Regions from separate parts of the Mus musculus genome. Here region 1 is linked to region 2. Evidence: chromatin contacts called from public HiChIP or PLAC-seq data. All regions are on one chromosome and are shown on one strand. Each heading gives the region's core, a stretch centred on a gene start, on an enhancer-like site or on the middle of the called end of the contact. The rest is flanking DNA. Distances are from core to core; before and after follow the strand shown. Region 1 overlaps Dgkg (diacylglycerol kinase, gamma). Region 2 overlaps Etv5 (ets variant 5).

Region 1 (5,097 bases), core at 10-2,509, 170 kb after region 2:
CATTTTCCCTGGGAGCATGAAGCCGGAAGAGCAGGACCTGGGGTCCACTGACCTTCTGGTGAGTCTGTGGGTATAATTCAGAGGTTTGTGAACTTGGAAGAGAAAATATAATGTTAATATCTTCTCTGATCTCTAACTGACACTTAGCATTTCTTTCAATTATGAATGTAGACAGCAGACCACAGAGGCTTCAATAGCACCTGCAACTTTGTCACAGTGAATATAACAGCTGTTTCAACACTTCAGTTAGGCTGTACTGTAGGTTCCATGCTATCATTTCTGGAGCTTGTGGCTTTCAGTTTACAGTCATTATTGAACCTGACTATGGGTATTGTTGTTTAGTGTGTTGAGAGAAGACATTCTCTTATGTACCACAAATTTGTCTTTTTAGTTTTGGGTAACCACTTCTCAACATAATTAGCTTCACTGGAAATCACATATTATTTCATATTATGCTTTAGAAAAAAATTATTTTAGATGGAGTTCATACTCTACCAGATTGTGACTGGAGTCCCTGGCAGAAAAAGTCAAGAACCCTTGCTTTGGGGGAAAATGTGACCGATGGACACCTTGAGGTGCCGTTATGTCTCTCTTCCCAGACAGATGGTCTGAGGAGTCCCAGGGGCGCTCTGAGCACGGATGCCTATGTTGGCAAGTCACTATTCTCTCTCCCTTCTCTTGCAGAACCCTACTCCAGGCAGTACATTCTGAGTAGAGGCTCCCGTCAGCTGGACGGCCTGTCTGCGTACAGATAAACAGGCACATTGAAGGTGCTCTGGGCTCAGCAGCCCTGGAAGTAGGCCCTGAGCTTGTCACCCACAGGAAAACCAATCAAAGGCCGAGAAGGCTGTGCTCCTAAAATACCCTAGGAGAGAGCAGGGCCGAAAAGGCACTTGATGTTTTGGTACATGGCGGTGCTATCCGGCAGTAACTGGCAGTAACCAGCAGTAACCGGTTGACACGTGGCTATGTGGCAACTGGGAGAGTCTGGACCGACTTCTGAGTAAATTTTACAGATTGGTGAATGTGCACCTGTGTGTCGTTCTCCTTTTAACTGGGTCTCGTGCTTCCATTTCTATAAATAATCTCCGTGCCAGACAACGGAAAGACAGGGACAGGTTCCATTTTTAGACACCTTACTCCAGCCCCCTTGGAGGAATCTCAATGACTCTAGAGTAGAAATGCAGGTCAGGAGGTGTAAAAGCTCAGATCAGACGTGGAAGTTGGTGCTGGCAGAGCTGCCAGCAGGTGGCACTAGGGCACCACCTATGACTGGCTAAATGGCATCAAGGCCAGCTCCACCCACCAGACCTTCAGATGAGCCATCTATGTCCTGCCCCCTCCCCTCTAACAGCTCTTTCTGTCTGGCTAGGGGTCAGGGAGGTGGGAGAAGGGTTAGGAGATCTGTAATCTCTGCAAAGCTGGGTAATTCAGGGAAAGAATGTTTCAATGACAGAAATGCTCCCATAGCAAAAGACATGACAGACTTGGAGTGACATCATTACACACTACGACGATATCAGCCAAGAGCCTTGCAAGTAAGTCCAAGGAAGTCAGCAGTGTGACCTCCCTGTCCGTCCAATGACTGGGTCATAGTTTCCCTCTGACATCAACACCTCCTTCAGAGACAAGGTAGACAGGGCAACTTCCTAAATAAGAACCAGGGCCAAGGTGAGGGGTAGGCAGAAAAAGCCAGGAGACAAAGAAAGGTGTTTTCTTCAGAGACCAAAGCAGGGCAGAGTGAAGACGACTGTCCATACCCTGGTGTAGGTCCCCCATTGTCCAGGTTGAAAACTTGTTCGGGGTTGAGCAGGTAGTGAAATTTCCGAAGAATTCTACAGGGGAAAAAACACAATAGAGGCGAGAAATGGTAAGGTAGTAGTCACATGGGGGCAAATACCTTTGGACCCATCTGTGGTGAAATCTGCCAGTTGTTTAAACCTAAGACAGGGAGTGATGGGTGCAGACCCGCTATCCCAGTACACCTAGCATCCCCATATCCTTCCCTCTGGCCAAAAGCTGCCCCTCCATCTGACTCCAGCCCCACCCTATGGACTGCTTATTGCTATGGGAGAGAATAGGACTGCTGTCCTACATAGTTTCCTTCCTGTTAGAGACCTCTGGGTATTCTGCATGGTTTAAGTAGGGTGATTTCATCTATTGTTGACTGTCCAGAGGTGCTGAAGGCCCCCAAGGAGTGGGCCCAGCATCCTCATAAGAGTACATGCAGGAGGAGGTGGGGCTGGAGGCAATGGCTATGTCTGGGTTTGGTTTCTAGGCTCTACCTTGAGACTAGCTCAGGCTAGAGGTGGGGTCCTCATAGTACTTGGCCCTACCTAATTTTATTTTTTCTAAGCCTGAAATCCTGCTCTCTGTACCATCTGCTCATTTCCCAGACTGAGCAGGCCTGGGAGGCAGAGTGCTTCTGTCTGCCCCCCATGTCTTCCCACCCCGCTGAGCTTACTCCAGTTTCGCCCAAACCTGCGTTTCCTTCACTGATACGGTGGGGTTGGGGCTAGGCCAGGTAGTCCTAAGCAGGTGAACCTCACCAAGTCTTTTAAACCAAGAAGAGACTTGTGATGGCATAGGATAAAACAGGTCCCTTAGAACTTGATTCTAGCGACCTTTACCGGGGCTCATGTGGCAGGTCCAAGGCTAAGCACTAGGTCTATTCTAATCCTTAAGGTAACCTGTGAGAGGTAATATCATTGCTATCATGTCGCAGGGGCGGAAACTGAGGCACAGGCTATTAACTCACCTGGGCCAGATGATGAGCTGGCCACGGGTCCATGTTTTTTTGACTGTACAGTCTACTATGTTGGGGCTGAGGGAAGGAAGGGGGTTGGGTCGGGTTGTTTTAGCCTATTTTAAAAGAAAAGAGGACCTACCTTTCTCCTTGTCTTCCTCCACTCTTGGGGTTCACCAGGACCAGCAGGGGATGCGTCCCCGGGCTAGGGATGATCTTATACTTAAAAATGAGAAGAAAGAGATGTGAGCTTTATTCAGTCGTGACATGAGATGAAAGCAGGTGGATGGGAGGCAGGCCCAGGCGTGGAGGAGAGGAGGGGGGCTGCTTGTCTGCCGGCTGAGCTTCCTGGGGGAGACATGGCTGATTCCAGCCCAAGGGACTTTTAAAGGGGGGCTAATGGCAATGAGGGTTGGAGGTCGGGATCAGAGCGGAATGACACCCGCTTAAAATTATACCTACAACACGAGATCAAAATAGTCTAGCATAGCAGTTCTCAACCTTCCCAATGCTGCAACCCTTTAATACAGTTCCTCATGTTGTGATGACCCCAACCACAAATGTATTTTGTTACTTCATAACTGTAGTGCTGCTACTGTTATGAATCAATACAGATATCTAATATGCAAGATGTCTAGTTTGTGGCCCCGAGGGGTCTCGACCCACAGGTTGAGAACCACAGGTCTAGAGGGTACATCCAACAACATCCATGAATGCCCTTGGGGTGCTCAGGGCCCAGCACTATCCAAATCCTCATGGCCACACCCAATGTTCCTCCTCTCTGTGGGGTCCGTCCTCTTCTGATGCCTCAGTCACTGCTGAGGTTACCTCAACAATGGTACCACACTAGCAGGCCCAGACAGCTTGTCTTTTCCATAAGCCTCGCTGTTCCTCTTGGAATGTCCTTTTCCGGTTGGTTACTCAGCTGGGCATCCAGGGGGAGATCCCGACCTGCCAAGTCCTTCCCTTAGAATTTCTCTGGCAGCCACCATGATCCCCATGCCTTTGAGGCCTTTCCTACCCACACTGTATCCTCCATACCCCCACCCCAGTTCCTTTCTGGGACACCACATCAGTCATGCCACTCCTAACGCACCTGTAACAGCACCCTGATGCTCCCAGAATCTGACCCTAATCTCTAAGACTTCTCAGCCTTGCCCCTTTCTTCTGTGCTCTCCTTGCTCCTCCTGTCCCACAGTGACCAGCCTAGCAGCCGGCTGGCACCCTCCAGTGAGAAGTTCCTACTGCCATCCTCCAGTGAGTGTGTCTACCCATGCTCACACTCTTTTGCTCTTATCCTATGGCTTGAAATACTCTCTCCTTTGTAACTTCTTAAAGAGATCCAGAATAAGCCAGGAAGTGGTGGCACATGCCTTTAATCCCAGCATTTGGGAGGCAGAAACAGGTGGGTGTCTGTGAGTTCTAGGACAGCCTGGTCTACAAAGTGAGTTCCAGGCCAGCCAAGCTACAGAGAAAACCTTTCTTTAAAAAATCCAGAAGAGCCCATGGCCATCGCCTCTGTGACTTGGCCCTCAACCAGAGCAACTAAAAACTACTGCAGTGTGACCCGGGTAGTATATCCTGCTGCAATGTGACCAGGGTAGTATATCCTGCTGCAGTGTGACCCATGTGGTATATCCTTTGCAGTGTGACCCGTGTAGTATATCCTACTGCAATGTGGCCTGTGTAGTATATCCTACTGCAATGTGACCTGTGTAGTGTATCCTGCTGCAGTGTGACCTGTGTAGTATATCCTGCTGCAATGTGACCCATGTACTATACCCTACTCGATGTGACCCATGTAGTATATCCTACTCAATGTGATCTATGTAGTATATCCTACTGCAATGTGGCCTGTGTAGTATATCCTACTCAATGTGATCTATGTAGTATATCCTGCTGAACTGTCACCTGTGTAGTATATCCTACTGCAGTGTGACCTGTGTAGTGCAGCCTACTGCAGTGTGACCTGTGTAGTATATCCTACTGCACTATGACCTGTGTAGTATATCCTACTGCAATGTCACCTGTGTAGTATATCCTGGAGGGTTTATGTTTCTTTCTTTGCATTTATTTTTTGTCTTTCATTTGTCGGTGAAATCTCAGGCCTCCAAGTGGATCGGAAACACTGAGAGCAGATGGAGCTTCTATGAGTCCCATGGTGCCTGACACAGCAGTGAGCACTCAGTCAATTTCTGCGGATTCAGCTGAATGATATTCCCACACAGAGATACAGCTTGGCTTCGTGGTCAATATTTAATGCCTGCATTTGTTAGTTTTAAACTTCACACCTATCACAACTTACAGGTTTGCAAAGTGCAGTGTTTGTTGTTTATGATCTTAATTCTCTT
Region 2 (4,955 bases), core at 539-3,038:
GGACTCCACGTTGGAGCTAATTCAGTAGCTCTTGAGAATCTGTTGATCCAAGTTCCCAGAAGTCTGTGCCACTGGTTTGGGGGAGTCGGACTGATGGTAAGACACTGATGTGGACAGATAGGTTCAGAAAGCAAAACCTATTTCTGGGATCCACTCTAAGGAAAGGCACACTTCCCAGTCTCAGTGTCGGGAAAGGCCATCCTGACCCTACTACACTACCTGGCAGAGAGCCTACCTCTCAAGGCTTTTCAGATCACAAACATCTTCTGAGATCCCAAACGGCTCCTGCCCATCAAATAGACTGACTGCTTCGCCAATACCATCCATTCACGTAGGGGCTATCTATGTGTTCTGCAAATGCTCTCTGCAGCTCTGACGTCTCAACTCTCCTCTTCCCACACCATGTGAATCCTCATGATCATAACTCCCGTGGGCAGGTCTGGCAGAACCTTTAACTTCTAAACCATCCTGCGAACTGTTACTCTGTTTTTGATAGGGTGTGAAGTATCCCAGGCAAGGTTTAAAGTCACAATGTAGCAAAAGATGGCCTTGACTTCCTGCTCACCCGGACTCCACCTCCTGAGCGCTAAGGTTATAGGCACTTGGCCTCAGTGCCTGGTTATGTGCTGTACTGAGACGCTATCCCAGGGTTTCCTGATTGGCAGGCAAGTTCCACCCCTAGCCCAGCACTGTGGCTGTTTTAAATTACTCTTAGTCCAATTAGGTTAGTGTTAGGATCTTCCTGCCTTTCTTCCAGTGCTGTGATTACAGGCAAGCGCGGCCATGACTAACTTTTCCCCTTAGTGTAGGAATCTGAAGTCAGAAGCCCATCAGTATAATACTGATATATAAATACTTTAATATAAAAAATTATAACACTTTATAATACTGAGCCTTCTCGTCTATCCCTAAAGCTTTTTTTGTGGTTCCCAGCCTTTCTAATGCTATGACCCTCATGTCGTATTGAACCCTAACCATAACATTATTTCACTGCTACTTCATAACTGCAATCTTGCTACCGTTACAAGTCCTGGTGTAAATATATCCGCCGTGCAGGATATCTGCTATGGGGCACCCTTTGGGGTCACGACCCACATATTAAGAACCTCTGCCTTTTGTATACATTCATTAAACATCAAGACATTAATTAATGCTCGTGGGCAGATCACCTTGTATTTTTCCTCATAGCTGTTCTTAGTTTCTCCGATTAGAAAACGCTGTCTGTCACTGTCACACCCTGTACTGTTTTGTGAGCGGCTCACCTCTGCATTGCTTTACCGACCTTCCTAGGCCTACCAGCCTTTCACTAGCCGCCCCCCTCTTCTAGCACTCTCAAGGCCAAGGAAGAACTCCAGAGAGCCTTTCCTCTCGCTTTAACCTGACAACCACCCATTACATAATCATTACAATGAAGCGGTACCCGCCCAGATTAAGTGAAATTCAAACACTCGGCCATATGGCTAGAGAACTGGCTCAGCAGTTAAGAGCACCGACTGCTCTTCCAGAGGTCCCAAGTTCAAATCCCAGCAACCACATGTGGCTCACAACCATCTGTCACAGGATCTGATGCCCTCTTCTGGTGTGTCTGAAGACGGCTACAGTGCACTTGCATATTTATAATAAATAAATAAATAAATCTTAAAAAAACAAAACAAAACAAAAAAACAATCCTCGGCCATAATTTCTTTCCTAAAATGTCCCTGGACCCACGTAAAGTTTCCTGACGTAAGCCCTAAGGACCAGTTTAGGCTGACGTAGCAGGAAGTGTAACAGCAAGTTCCCCTTTTCTTCACGTTGTCCTGTGAACTCTGCTAAGTCAGGGTCACTGCCATTGAAAATGATGAGTGGATTTCTCAGTGCTTAAAAGTCTTGACTCAAAGCCCACATACAAAGTAACTCTCTTAGCTCTCATAGCATGCACTATGGAAAGTCTAACCACTGACCTTACAGCTCAGCTTAGAAATGGTAATCCTCAATTAAACGTGTGTATTATCAAAAAAAAATGAAAATAAAAAGAGGAAGGAGGAAGTCCTTCCACATGTGTGCTGCACTTTCATTTCGGCCCTGCTCCCCAGATAAATTCATTTTTAAAGGACAAAGCAAGCTCCTTACCTTCATGGCTGCTGGAGAAATACCCGCCTCTCATGTAGGATGACTGGCAGTTAGGCACTTCTGAAAGGAAACACAGCACTCTTAGCAACAATCCCTACATAACAGCAGAGACGATGCTGGAAACAGCAGAGAGCACGCACGCTGGCAGCCAAGGCCCGAAACCTCACAGCTAAGGATGCGCACTAAGTTCTCGTCAACCTGACAGAAGTCTGAGTTACTTGGGAAGAGAGGGACCTTCCACCAAGCAAGACAGGCTGGTGGCACATGTGTGGGGCATTTTACTGACTAATCACTGTAAGGGCTGGGTCCTGGCCTACTGTGGGAAGTGTCTGCCTAATGCAGGTGGTCCTGGAGTGTGTGTGACCGTAGGCTGGGTAAGCCAGAGGAAAAGCCAGTACGTGGCACTCCTCCGTGGTCTCTGCAACAGCTCTTGCCTTGGCATCCCTCGATGATGATGGTGCGTCATCCCTACGCCAAATACTCCAGTCCCACTCCCTACATCACCAAGTTGCTTTTGATGAGTGTTTTATTACAGCAACTAAGAATCAACCTAAGAGAAAGGTCAAGTGTTTAATTTAAGGCCTTGGTCTGTGGAAATGGACCAAGCTAATAAACAATATGGTAAACACTACAAACCACCAAGACCCTTCTCATCAAGAGGCACAGGACAAAGAGATAAAGCTCTGTCTCATCTTAGAACCCGTTATCACTGCACTTGGTGGGCAAGCTGACAGGAACACAAGAAACTGCCTGTCCAAGGGGCTTCCAGATGGGGAGGGGAAGAGCCTTAGCTCTTTCTCAATCTGCTCCTCTGGTCACTGAAGGCCACATCCAATTCTGTTGCCTGGAGTGAGGGTATTTAAGGCCAGAGGGATTAGTGGCACTAAAGCTCTGCAGCCAGGATGACAACTGGCAGGGTGGGTACTGTAGTTTGGTGAGCATGTTTTCACCCCACTGGATCTGTGATGCTGAAACTAACACTCAAGCGGTCTCTTCTTCAGGTCCCATGAGAGGAGAGAGTGATCTGGGTGCACACTGGGAATGCTTCTGAGGTGAACCTCCACGGAATGCTTTTCCTCAAGTGAATGGGAGGAGATTAAAAATGGCTGGCCAAATTAAAATGTCAATGCCAGCAGGCTGGAGAGGGCTCAGTGGTTAAAAGAACGAACATACTGCTCTTCAAGAGGACCTAAGCTTCAATTCCTAACACCCACAACAACAGCTCACAACCATCTGTAGCTCCAGTTGGGGGGTTGGGGGACGACAACGACGGGGACTGGGGCACTCACATATACATACACTGACACACACACATAACTAAGCTAATAGTATATAATATATATTATACATACTAGAGTCAATTCCAGTCCTAAAGAAAAAATATGGCCATCATATCATGACTTCCAAGAAATATGTTTCAAAGTCTTCAAAAAGAATTCAGTGACAATTTATTTGTATAACCTATCAGCAGTCTCCACTGGCCTACGTTCTCAGATTGCCCCAAACTAGTTTCTATCTAAATCATGGTGTTATCTCAGAGACCAAGAGCAGACTCTATATCCCACTTCACCCACAAGAGCCATTCAGCTGACTGCTCCAACCTTCCAAAGGGGCTTAAGAAAAGCCCACAGCGAGAAAAGCCCACAGCGAACGGCAGAAAACCCACCAACTACTCCCAGGTCATTTCAGTCCTGACTGTAAGGAAAGAGTGGGAATGCTTACTCTCCCTGGTCGGCTTTCCTCCAGAGTCTGGTTCACAAGACACAGAGGTCAAACAGCCTCAACTTAACATGCTGAAGCTCCTAGGCAAACAGCAGGGACCATCACAGGTTACACATCTTCCTGTGCAGACCAGTAGCCTCTGCAGGACATAGCAATGGAAAACAGCGCCTCAGAGAATCTGGGAGCACTCAGCACATCTGCGGGACAGCAGCAGGTGCTTCTTGGAAGGTTTATTTCAATCACAGAACTGTGTCTGAGAGGCGACCTCTTTTCTTATGATTATACTGTGTCTGCTGTATTGAAAACAAAGCCTCAAAGCTAAAACACCCAAATTGTGTTCCTTATGCCCGGTACCCTTAAGGGTAGGGCACCACCCAAATGTGGGCTCAGCAGGCTTCAAATTCGCCTTAGGTGTATTTTACACACTTCTGAATACAATGAACTAATTCATTAAGCTCTTTGAGGGTTGTTGATTTGGTTTTAGAAGTGCTGGGCATGAACCCCAGGATATTGCGTTGCTACAATCTTCAGTCCCGAAAGGCAATTCTTAGACCCTCGAAGAGAGCAGCCCAATGCTCATCAGACAGCCAGGTGAGAACATAGACGCCGATGCAGTGAGTTTGCGCTAACCTGAGTCAGCACAGTAATCTCGGGGCTCCTGCTTGATCCCCATGGGTGACTGGAACCCATGTGCTGGAGGACCAGGCATCCCAGGGACCCCATGTTCATACAGTGGGTCATGGTATTCCTGCTTGAATCCCTGAAGGGGTGGCGGAGCTGCGGGGACAATGGGCTCTGACATCTGCCGGTGGTAGCTGGGGCGACTATCTCCAGGAACTCCTGACTGAGGAGGGAAGGGATGGCTGGGCTCAGACAGCTGTCGCTGAAATCTGGAAGGAAAAAAAGCATATTGTTTAATACCATATGAACACTCACTATGATTCAACATTTGGGATTAGCCACCACATCTGGTTTTTAAAAGATAAATTAATTTCTAAATGAAAAAAGTTCTCACTAATGTAAAATGTTGTTTACTATCAATGTGTGTGCGCCATGTTTATTATCAATGTGTGTGCGCCATGGCTCACGTGTGACAGTCTGAGAATAACGCTGTGGATTCA

What was found. HiChIP or PLAC-seq counts read pairs in DNA pulled down with a chosen protein or histone mark.
Region 1: an H3K27ac HiChIP or PLAC-seq map of embryonic stem cells shows a contact between it and region 2, with 11 read pairs. The contact joins two enhancer-like sites. A contact is called at or near these places in 1 of 15 datasets of contacts at CTCF or cohesin (large pre-B cells), 4 of 484 Hi-C or Micro-C datasets (bone marrow-derived macrophages, cerebellum and embryonic stem cells), 8 of 115 datasets of contacts at active chromatin or transcription factors (T-cell acute lymphoblastic leukemia, embryonic stem cells, epiblast stem cells and 1 more) and 3 of 9 other capture datasets (embryonic stem cells, liver and pancreatic islet).

The regions. Positions count from the first base shown.
Region 1 is chr16:22,563,527-22,568,623 of GRCm38.p6, forward strand. Dgkg (diacylglycerol kinase, gamma) reads right to left here. Exons shown (of 25, transcript NM_138650.2): 15 at 2,889-2,968; 16 at 1,761-1,835. Among named protein-coding and RNA genes, the nearest start is that of Gm41433, 18 kb to the right of the region's middle. Within about 2 kb of position 1,260, at least 21 of the 459 cell types and tissues checked have an H3K27ac peak or open chromatin away from gene starts, as enhancers often do. A contact at or near this core is called in embryonic stem cells, where this site is marked.
Region 2 is chr16:22,397,208-22,402,162 of GRCm38.p6, forward strand. Etv5 (ets variant 5) reads right to left here. Exons shown (of 13, transcript NM_023794.2): 8 at 4,465-4,724; 9 at 2,113-2,172. Among named protein-coding and RNA genes, the nearest start is that of Etv5, 40 kb to the right of the region's middle. Within about 2 kb of position 1,789, at least 65 of the 459 cell types and tissues checked have an H3K27ac peak or open chromatin away from gene starts, as enhancers often do. A contact at or near this core is called in embryonic stem cells, where this site is marked.